Regions from separate parts of the Rattus norvegicus genome. Here region 2 is linked to region 1. Evidence: chromatin contacts called from public Hi-C data. All regions are on one chromosome and are shown on one strand. The core of a region is the stretch at or near the end of the contact, and the rest is flanking DNA. Distances in the headings are between cores, read along the strand shown.

Region 1 (4,402 bases), core at 1,183-3,682:
ATTTTTACTGGGTAAAAAAAAATGGGCAAATCTTCTTAACGGCGAGTGTTATTTGGTTCGAGTATTTCCCAAGTTCACAGTTCTATGACAAACAGTGTAAAGACCTACTTTCACTATCTGAGCTTCGACTGTTTCTTCATTATCTAATTATTCTTTTACATGGTGGGTATCACAGAGAGGCTTTATGGAAGTAACAGAGACCGAATGGGGCAATTCCCAATTTATTAAAAACTGTGTATTAATTCAGATGCCCTCTCAACACTGCCTTCTGTTCTACTAACAAAGTTTCCAGGCACTGCCCACTGCATCTACACCCCCTTTCTCTTGAAGGTATTAGGGAAAATAAGCATCAGACTATAACTAGAATAAGACTTCTGACCAGAGTACGTCTTTCCTTTCTTTATTTCCCAAGTTCGTCTCCATGTTTTCATTTTCTATCATCTTTAACCAATAAAGCTGTTCTTTTTAGCCCAAGCTTTGTGCATACAAATGTCTACTCTTCTTTTTATGGTTTTATTTCAGTAGTTATCAAACTGTAGTTAGTCAATCGGTCTGCTTCCCAACTCCTTCTCACTCTCAGCTAAGCTGGATCTTCCTACCCTTGCATGTGGAAACCTTTTTGGTCCACCCTATCTCCAGGTCACTTGGGATCTCAGTGAACTTTTCCAGTAACAGCATATTACTCTGTTTGTTTTTCACTCATTGGGTTAACCAAAGCAGCCCAGTGTTACAATCGATGGCGGAAACATCATTCACTCGCGATTTTGGCTGAGGCGCTGCAGCTGAAGAATCTGAGAAAGATGTGTTTGCTTGGATAGGAAGCAGGAGTTAGTATTGGTTGGTTTGCTAATGACTTCCTTGGCATGTATATGACAGGAGCTTGGGAGACAGAACCATGAGGAGACAGGAAGGGCTAAAAATCTAATGCAGGGAAGTAAAGAAGTAAGGGAGTAATTCATTTGGTTAATTTAAAAATTCCTACTGGTGCTTTTTCAAAGCGGATGGTGTGATGGGCTGAATATGGAGTAAGACTGTGGTAGGCGGGCTCTAATAGTCGCGAGGCAGCATAGAGAAAGCTGCTGTAAGCATCCGAGCAGTGTAGGTCCCAAGTGTCTGCTAGGACAAGGTGTGGGAGAATCTTCTCCAGGGCTAGACTGCTTTCCAGGTTCTCGAAAAGTATACATATCTTTGAGTAATGCAGTCATGGTGTTAGATTATTGATCATAGGCTGGAGGGATGGGCACGACCTTTAAGACAATATTTCATCCCAATGCAAACATGGTATGCATCCTGGAGCTGAGTCCAAACTTCTCAAACTTAGAGATGAATCTTTAACTTTCAAGTTCATTGACCTGACTCCAGTGTATCACATATCTAGTAGAGGGAATACTCTGGAACTGGCCAGTAGAGTGTTGTTACTAGCATGCTCCCATGCTGGCCTTAAGATAAGGACTTTTTTTTAAATGTGTGTTTTTCCAAATGTCAATAGAGGTCTTGCTTAATGACCAAAAGATCAATTACCCCATCAATTTCTCTCTGGCATCACGTATTTCTATTGCCTCTTTTATTTTACTTGGGTTTTCCAACTTTGTTCTGTATTACCATTGATGTGGTTCATATTTACAGACTGTGTTTTCTATAGTCGTTTTGCTAATGAACATTCCCTAATACCACATAATAACTGGCCCCTAAAAGAAATAATCCACTGAGCTTCCTGTTTTAAATGGCTGGAGCTGTGCACAGGCTGTGTTCTACAGGGCTGTCTTGTAAAACAGAGTGACCTTACAGGGAAGTGACCCTTGGTCTATACTTTGTGTCCTTCCTGCTCCGGGTCTTGGCATTCGGCACAATGATCGTACACTGATGCAATTTCAGACAAAAAAGTTTAAAAACAGAAAGGAATGATGCAATCTGCCCACGCTGGACTCCCGCTCTCATCGATTCCACTAAAGTCTCAATGAGAATGTAGCCAAATGCCGACATTTGCTTATTTTTACTCTCCAAATGAAAATTCACTTTGGTGTTCTGTATTAGTAATTGTCTCTAAAGTCCGTATGCCCAGTCAGCAATTGTTGTGAAAAGAATGCACAACCCCGAGCTAGCCCTGTCCCCTGTCGGGTTCTGGCTCTACAATCATCTTTGTCCTTGGCAACCCAAGTTATTTATCTTCACTGTTGCAGTTGGCTTATAATCTACTGAGTTTCCCCTCCACATGGCAGCAGCCAGGACTTTCAAATGTCCCCTGTTGTAGAGCCCAGAGCTAATCAGTACTAAATTCACCATGCATTTGAAAATTGTGATGACCATTGTCTGAAATGTTAACAAAAGAGTGCTTGATTAAAATGAAATCAAAACAGAGAACTCTGAATTGTCCTGAAAAATTGATGGGTGTGACAACCTCTGACCTTACTGTTGGTAATAGACGTAACTGATGTGGAACTGAAGTCACTCCAGTATCTAAAATAATATTGATTTGCTTTTCACATTGGAGAACTGGTAAGAGTAAGATAAGCCCATGATTATTGCATCTTTTTCTTTCTAAAAATTACCAAAGGTATATTTAGATATTTAGGTTCAGAAAAGAAAGTCAGTCATGAGAGTGTTTAATTTTTGCTATGACCTATAGTGAGAGATGAGAGTAGAGACTACTATGTTGAAGTTAACATTCTCACAAAATATAGCAGGCTCAGAATAATGACAAAACACAGGATAGGAAAAAAAATAAAAGCATCAATATCCAAAAGAAATAGCAAGTAAAAATAAGATTCAGACTTGTCAGGGATGATTTAACAACTAGGGAAGCACTTTAAAATTCACATTAAAATGTGTCTGTGGAGGCTTTTAAAAATGAACACTGTGAAGAGTAAACAGGAAGGATCAATGGAGACATTCAAGTAGAAGATGTGTTCGTCAAAATAGTATGAATCATATAGGACAAAATGAGTCACCTAGTCTCTGTAGGTTCTGAAAAGATTGTAAGGAAATAATAAACACAATCTATGACCGTATCTCCCAGTGGAGAAAGAGGGTGCATCCTTGAAAATAAGCAGAAAACTGACACGTGAAAGCTTTGTCTAAAAGAAAAAGAAGAAGAGAGAGAAAAGCAAAACATGTGACAACCACCTAATTTGGGAAGATCAGATAAAGATCAGCAGGTAAAAATCAATTAATTGTATTTCTATGCTTTATTGATAAGCAATTAGAGAGGAAAACTTAAAAATAAACTGGCAGCCTGAAATTACAATATTTAGAAACAAATTTGATAATATTCAATAAAGCCCTATATACCTCAAATATTTTCTGAAATTGATTAAATAAATTACTAAGACTATAAAAAGATCTGTTATCTTTAAGGAATGGTAGATGTAATATTGTTGTAATCAATATTCCTCACAAATTTAATTGAGTCCCAATCAAAATCCTAGCAGAATTTTATTTAGAAATTGATAAGTTGGTACTGAGATATGTAAGAAAAAATGTAGTTCCAAAGTAGTGAAATTATCTTGAAAAAGAAAAGAAGGTGCAGTGTTTCTGATTTAATAATTCAAATCTATATTAATAAAATGTTATTAGACTAAACACAGGCTAGATAATTAAGTCAATTGGTTAAAGGATGCAGAAGTCACAGAGGCATTGGGCTACATTTTCTACCTCATTTCAAGACAATTTAAGAAAAAAAATGTGAAACATGTTCAAAATGATGTCAGAACAAGCATTTCTGGGGAGAAAGAGAACAAAACCAATCTCAAACGTCAATCTGTAACGCATACCCTGAAAGCTGTAGTCTGCGATTGAACACAGCCTAAACAGAAGAGAGACATCTCTAAACAGAGCATAATCTCTTTTGATCTAACACAAAAGAGATTAGTGAGTACATAATTCAGAAAGTACCAATTCATAAAAAAAGAGACCAGCAAAACGAGCCTTTTCAAATTGTTTAGAATTTTGCTTATCAAAACATCAACTCATGCGGCCCAGTAGCTGCCTTTTTAGGGGACTGAAGTTCATTTCCCAGAACCTACATGGTAGTATACATTTGATCCAGTGGATCTGAGGTCTTTTTTCTAGCCTCTGAAGACACACACACACACACACACACACACACACACACACACACACACTTGTATATGTATATTTATACAGGTAAAATACTTGTGCACATAGGCAAAAACAAATCTTTCAAAAAATAAATAAATTCACAAGCTGGACGGAAGTAGCTAAGAATTTTATAGTTAACAAAGCATTGCATTCGGTGTTTGTATGTACAGGCATGCATATGCATGTACTGTATTGTATGTGCATGTGTAGTGTGAGTTATTCATCACCTTAACTTTCAAACAAATGATCTGGCTGAAAATGACTGAAGGCTTTTAATGGCTTTGCAGAAAGGATGGTTGTTAAC
Region 2 (4,402 bases), core at 701-3,200, 340 kb after region 1:
TAGGGACAGAAAACTAGACAGGATTAGGCTGTCGAGGTGAGCGCAGAACAGCGGAGTGGGAAGCTCACCGCAGCCTCCCAAATACAGTTGTGGGCAGCGAAATAGTCAGTCTCACACAGACCTGGATTAAAAGCAAAACAAAAACAAAACAGAATCCATGCCTCGAATTCCGTGCCAATTGCAGCTTGAGAGAAATGGGTCCTAAGGCACAACTATATTGAATGAATTCAAATCCTATTTTTGAAAGGGGCTCTGAAAAACTGCAGCAGAAATTGATACGATCATATGACACTGCACAGGTCTTCGGGGAATTCTGTGTTCCAAGCATGATTGACGTTTTATCTTCCCTGACAGACACTAGATACCAGGGGAATATTCCTCTGACTCCACAGAGAGGTACTGAAGTACTACCGCAGGGCCTCAGGGCACGAGCCTGCCAAGGCCTTGCCTACCTACAGATCTTATTTAGGGATCCTTTGTGTTTGAAAAAGCTGAGAGCAGAACCTAGACAATGAGCCCTTGTTTAAATCTCGCTATCTCCAATCTGAGTCCTGTAGTCCTTATACTCCCTAAGTCCCTGACAACACCAGATCTGGGTTTTTATCCCTAAGCTGGTCTGAAAAGAACAGCCAGCACGGGAGTGAGGGTGGTAGGGCTTCTTTGGTTATTGGTGGTTTTATTTTGTTTTTAATGTTTCTACCTGGTGGCAGGCTAGTACTTTTCTTAGCATGTATGGAAGCATCCCTTGTTTTCATTCGTATGTTTATTTCGGCCTTAGATTCTCCTGTTTTTTACTAAAGCCGTAGAAGCTTCTCTTTCCACCACACTCACACCACAGACAAAATAATAGCTGAGAAAACATTTTAATTATTCTCAACCGCAACGTGGGCTTCTGAGTAGCAGCAAACAAGAAAGCTGTATAGACCGGGAGAGGGCAGCTAGAGGCTGCCTAGATCAAAGCCTGCAGAGATGGTTTAACCATTACTGCCTGGTCGGAAGCCAGAGCGCTGAAAAGATACATCATCCAAGCGTGGCTCTTTCACCTGGGAGAGACTGGGGGGGAACTGGCTGGATTCCATCTGATAAGTCTTCACTGCTCGAGCACCTCGAATATGGAGCTGCTAGGCTAAGGAAATTGTTTTAAGGAAAAGGTAGGTGTGTGAGTGTGTGCATGTGCGTGTCTCTCTCTCTCTCTGTGTGTGTGTGTGTGTGTGTGTGTGTGTGTGTGTATGCGCGCGCGCATGAGAGCGCACGAGCATTGGATGTAGTCGATAGTGAGCTGCATTTTCAAAAGGAAGATTAAAAACTAAAAGGATATATATTTTTTCCTAAAAATGCGGTGGGAAGCACACAGATCTGAGAACTAAGTTCTGGATATACTAGAAACCTGCCCTGTGGCACTCTCTGGGTAGCTCTTCCCTGATCTCCAATGCGCCTGGGAGAAATGGGAGAGAAATCTAATGGAATAATCTTGAAGAACAGAGGGGAACACCAGGCCCAAAAATGAAAGAGGAGGAAGCTAATCAAACAAGAGGTGCCCTGAGGAGGAAGGGAATACCGAAGTATCAAGTTAGTTGTATTCCTGAATAAAATATTGAGACGATATTAAAAATGAAAATAGGTTTTTTATCTCCCTCCAGTTTTTTCATCTTTATGGGTTTTTTTGCATTTACACAGATGTAATTTTTGTATTAACTACCGGGTGAAATGAAGAAAATGCCTACCAAGTGCTAGGAGAGACATGAGGAGGAGCGGGTAGGGAAGCCTGATTCTTTTCAGTTGGTCCCCAGGTCGCTCAAAAGTCATCCGCGACCACGCAGGAGGCCTGCGAGGACCCTTGTGGGGATTTGGCCACGAAACCACCAGGGGGCGCTGCATGCCGGGAGGGGCGGAGCTGCTTTAAATCGCAGCGCCGGGCGGTTTGGTGTCCCAGAGAACTCCACCACTTCTCACTTCCAGACTCCACCACCGACCCGGACCAGAAGCCAGGAGCCTCGCCCGCAGCCGCACAGGGAGCAGGGGTATCAGCGCTAACCTCCTGGCTGAGACTCCATCACCTTCGGGGAGCCCAAGCGCGCACTTTGCAAACTCCGCTTTCTGCACCTGCCACTGAGCCTCAGAAAAGAGCCATGGCCAACGCGGGGTTGCAGCTTCTGGGTTTCATCCTGGCTTCGCTGGGATGGATCGGCTCTATCGTCAGCACTGCCCTGCCCCAATGGAAGATTTACTCCTATGCTGGGGACAACATCGTGACTGCTCAGGCCATCTACGAGGGACTGTGGATGTCCTGCGTTTCGCAAAGCACCGGGCAGATACAGTGCAAAGTCTTCGACTCCTTGCTGAATCTGAATAGTGAGTGCACCCTCATCCTCCAATCCTCTCCACTCTCCCCAGCCCTCTCTATCCCCACTCCCCAGCCTCGGAGCCCTTGTCCTCTGTAGTAGCTTCATTCAGCCAGAGCTGCCCTGGGATTATAGGAGGCTAACCTCAAAGTTGGTCAAGGCTTCTCAGCATGTGTTCTGTTGGTCTGTTGTGAGAAAGCAGAGAGAACCGAGAACCAGAGCTTCAGGTCAAAGCCCTAGATTTGCCTCTAAGTCTCTCTGCTTGGCACCCTCTGCCCTTTTAGGTGTGATTTTTTTCCCCATCAAATTCCAATCAAGGTGGGGGAGATTGGGAGAATGAAGACCACTGTGTAACTTAGACTTTTGGGCTTATTCTGCACATTCATTCTAGGAGGGTTTGAACAAGAAAATGGCACACTTTATAGGTTTTCAAGCCTTGAGTGGATTTTTTTTTTTTTACTTGTTTCAAGACTTTTTCCAAGTCACAGTTAAGGTTTACTCTTTCGGTCTTTTGGGTTTCCTCCTTGAAGAACCACTTGAGATCCACCCCCACCCCCACTCCGCTCCCCCAAAGGCTTAGGATCTGCAGAAGAGTCAGCTTCTGCAGTACAAGTTTAGAATGAGACCGGGGGGGGGGGGGGGGGCTGGTGGCATCTGGGGAGTGGGTCACTAAAGAGAATGATTCTGAATAACCCCGGCGGCATGTCGAAGAAAGGTTATTCTCACGTTTTGCCTTCTGTAAAGGAATGTCTGTGCACTGATGGACTGCTCCTCATATGTAAAGTGAGAAAGGCATGTGTAGGCAGGGACATTTCTACTGATTCTAGAAAGACAGGTGATAAAATGTGTTCGCCTTCACTTTCGGCTAAAACTTTTTTCAGTGCTCTGTCAGAAAGCCACTCAACTCCTACAGGTCATTTCCTCTTCCTGGAGAAATCACATTGGATGTGTTCTGTGGGTCTGCCCTGCCCTTTAATTCACAGGACGAAGAGTTCCCTTAGCCTTTGCCTAAGGTATTCCACAGTCCTCTGGGAATGCTGCTGTGAACAGTGCTAGCACTGCCCCTGTCTTATGAGAGCGAAGCTCTTCATCTGTCCCAGCAGAAGCACTTCGATTTATAGTTATGAGACCTGCCACAGATCAGCTTGGCACTTTGAGTACCCGTAGAATGTAGTGAGCTGGCATGGTTTTGTCTCCACATCCAGACTCCTCTGTCAAACGTAATCTATATGTTTGGAAGGTGTGTGTTGTTTATTACCCTCCTGGGATATGCTCAGGCTGTTAGCCGTTGGGAAATGATGAATTTGCCCAGTGGAAAGAGAAATGCATTTAAGAAAATGGTGCCAGGCATTCCAGAACCATATTGCGGGCCTGGCAGGTGGGTTGTGCTATAGCAAGCTCCCTCTCAGAGCTTCCCTCTCAGTTTTATTCCTCTAATCCAAATTCCTTATTTTATCGGGTTTAATTTTCCCAAATGGCTGGCTAGAATAGTGGTCCGTGCAGCAAATATTCAGATCACCCCTACCCAGAATAATGCATTAAATTGTTGGTTGATTATAATTTATTCCCTTTAAATATAGTTATTATGTTTCCTAAAACTGTGATAAAAAGAATTGATTATCCTTCCATTGCTAAGAGTTTTCAAAAATTGCTTGTTTGTTGATTTGTTTTAATGAAGAACAGCTTCTTCTGTTCTGGTTAAAGCTGTCGTTTATTCAAGATGGAGTCTAGTAGGCTCTCTCCACAAACCAATTCCCAGGAGCGTGAGCCTTGACTCACACTTCTCTCCCAGGTGAGCAGTGATTCAGTAGGTGCCTTTGGACCAGACCCAGAAAACTTGTCTCTGTTTCTCCACCTGAGCTGTGGTGTTCACGCCTACCTGGTGAAGAGATATGGTTGGTGATTCACTGGCTGGTTTTGGTGTAGTTCTCTGACGCCTAGAGATGAAAAGGTTTATCTCTCTGTGTGTGCGTGGATGGGGGGAGGGGTCTCATGAGTTTTACCTCTTGTGAGATGTTTTGAGATGAGAAGCACAGCTCTGGGTTTCCTAATATTGTACC

What was found. Hi-C and Micro-C count contacts between places; a contact is called where the count stands out from the background.
Region 2: a Hi-C map of liver shows a contact between it and region 1, with 2.9 times the contacts expected there. The contact joins the promoter of Cldn1 here to the enhancer-like site in region 1. A contact is called at or near these places in 3 of 12 Hi-C or Micro-C datasets (kidney and liver).

What each region holds. Positions count from the first base shown.
Region 1 is chr11:87,588,234-87,592,635 of GRCr8, forward strand. All of the region lies in intron 8 of Il1rap (interleukin 1 receptor accessory protein), which reads right to left. LOC120095686 (a long non-coding RNA gene) reads left to right here. Exons shown (of 7, transcript XR_005491433.2): 7 at 1-3,086. Among named protein-coding and RNA genes, the nearest start is that of Il1rap, 110 kb to the right of the region's middle. Within about 2 kb of position 2,433, at least 29 of the 93 cell types and tissues checked have an H3K27ac peak or open chromatin away from gene starts, as enhancers often do. A contact at or near this core is called in liver, where this site is marked.
Region 2 is chr11:87,924,426-87,928,827 of GRCr8, forward strand. Cldn1 (claudin 1) reads left to right here and starts at 1,951. Exons shown (of 4, transcript NM_031699.3): 1 at 1,951-2,352. The coding sequence starts at 2,130.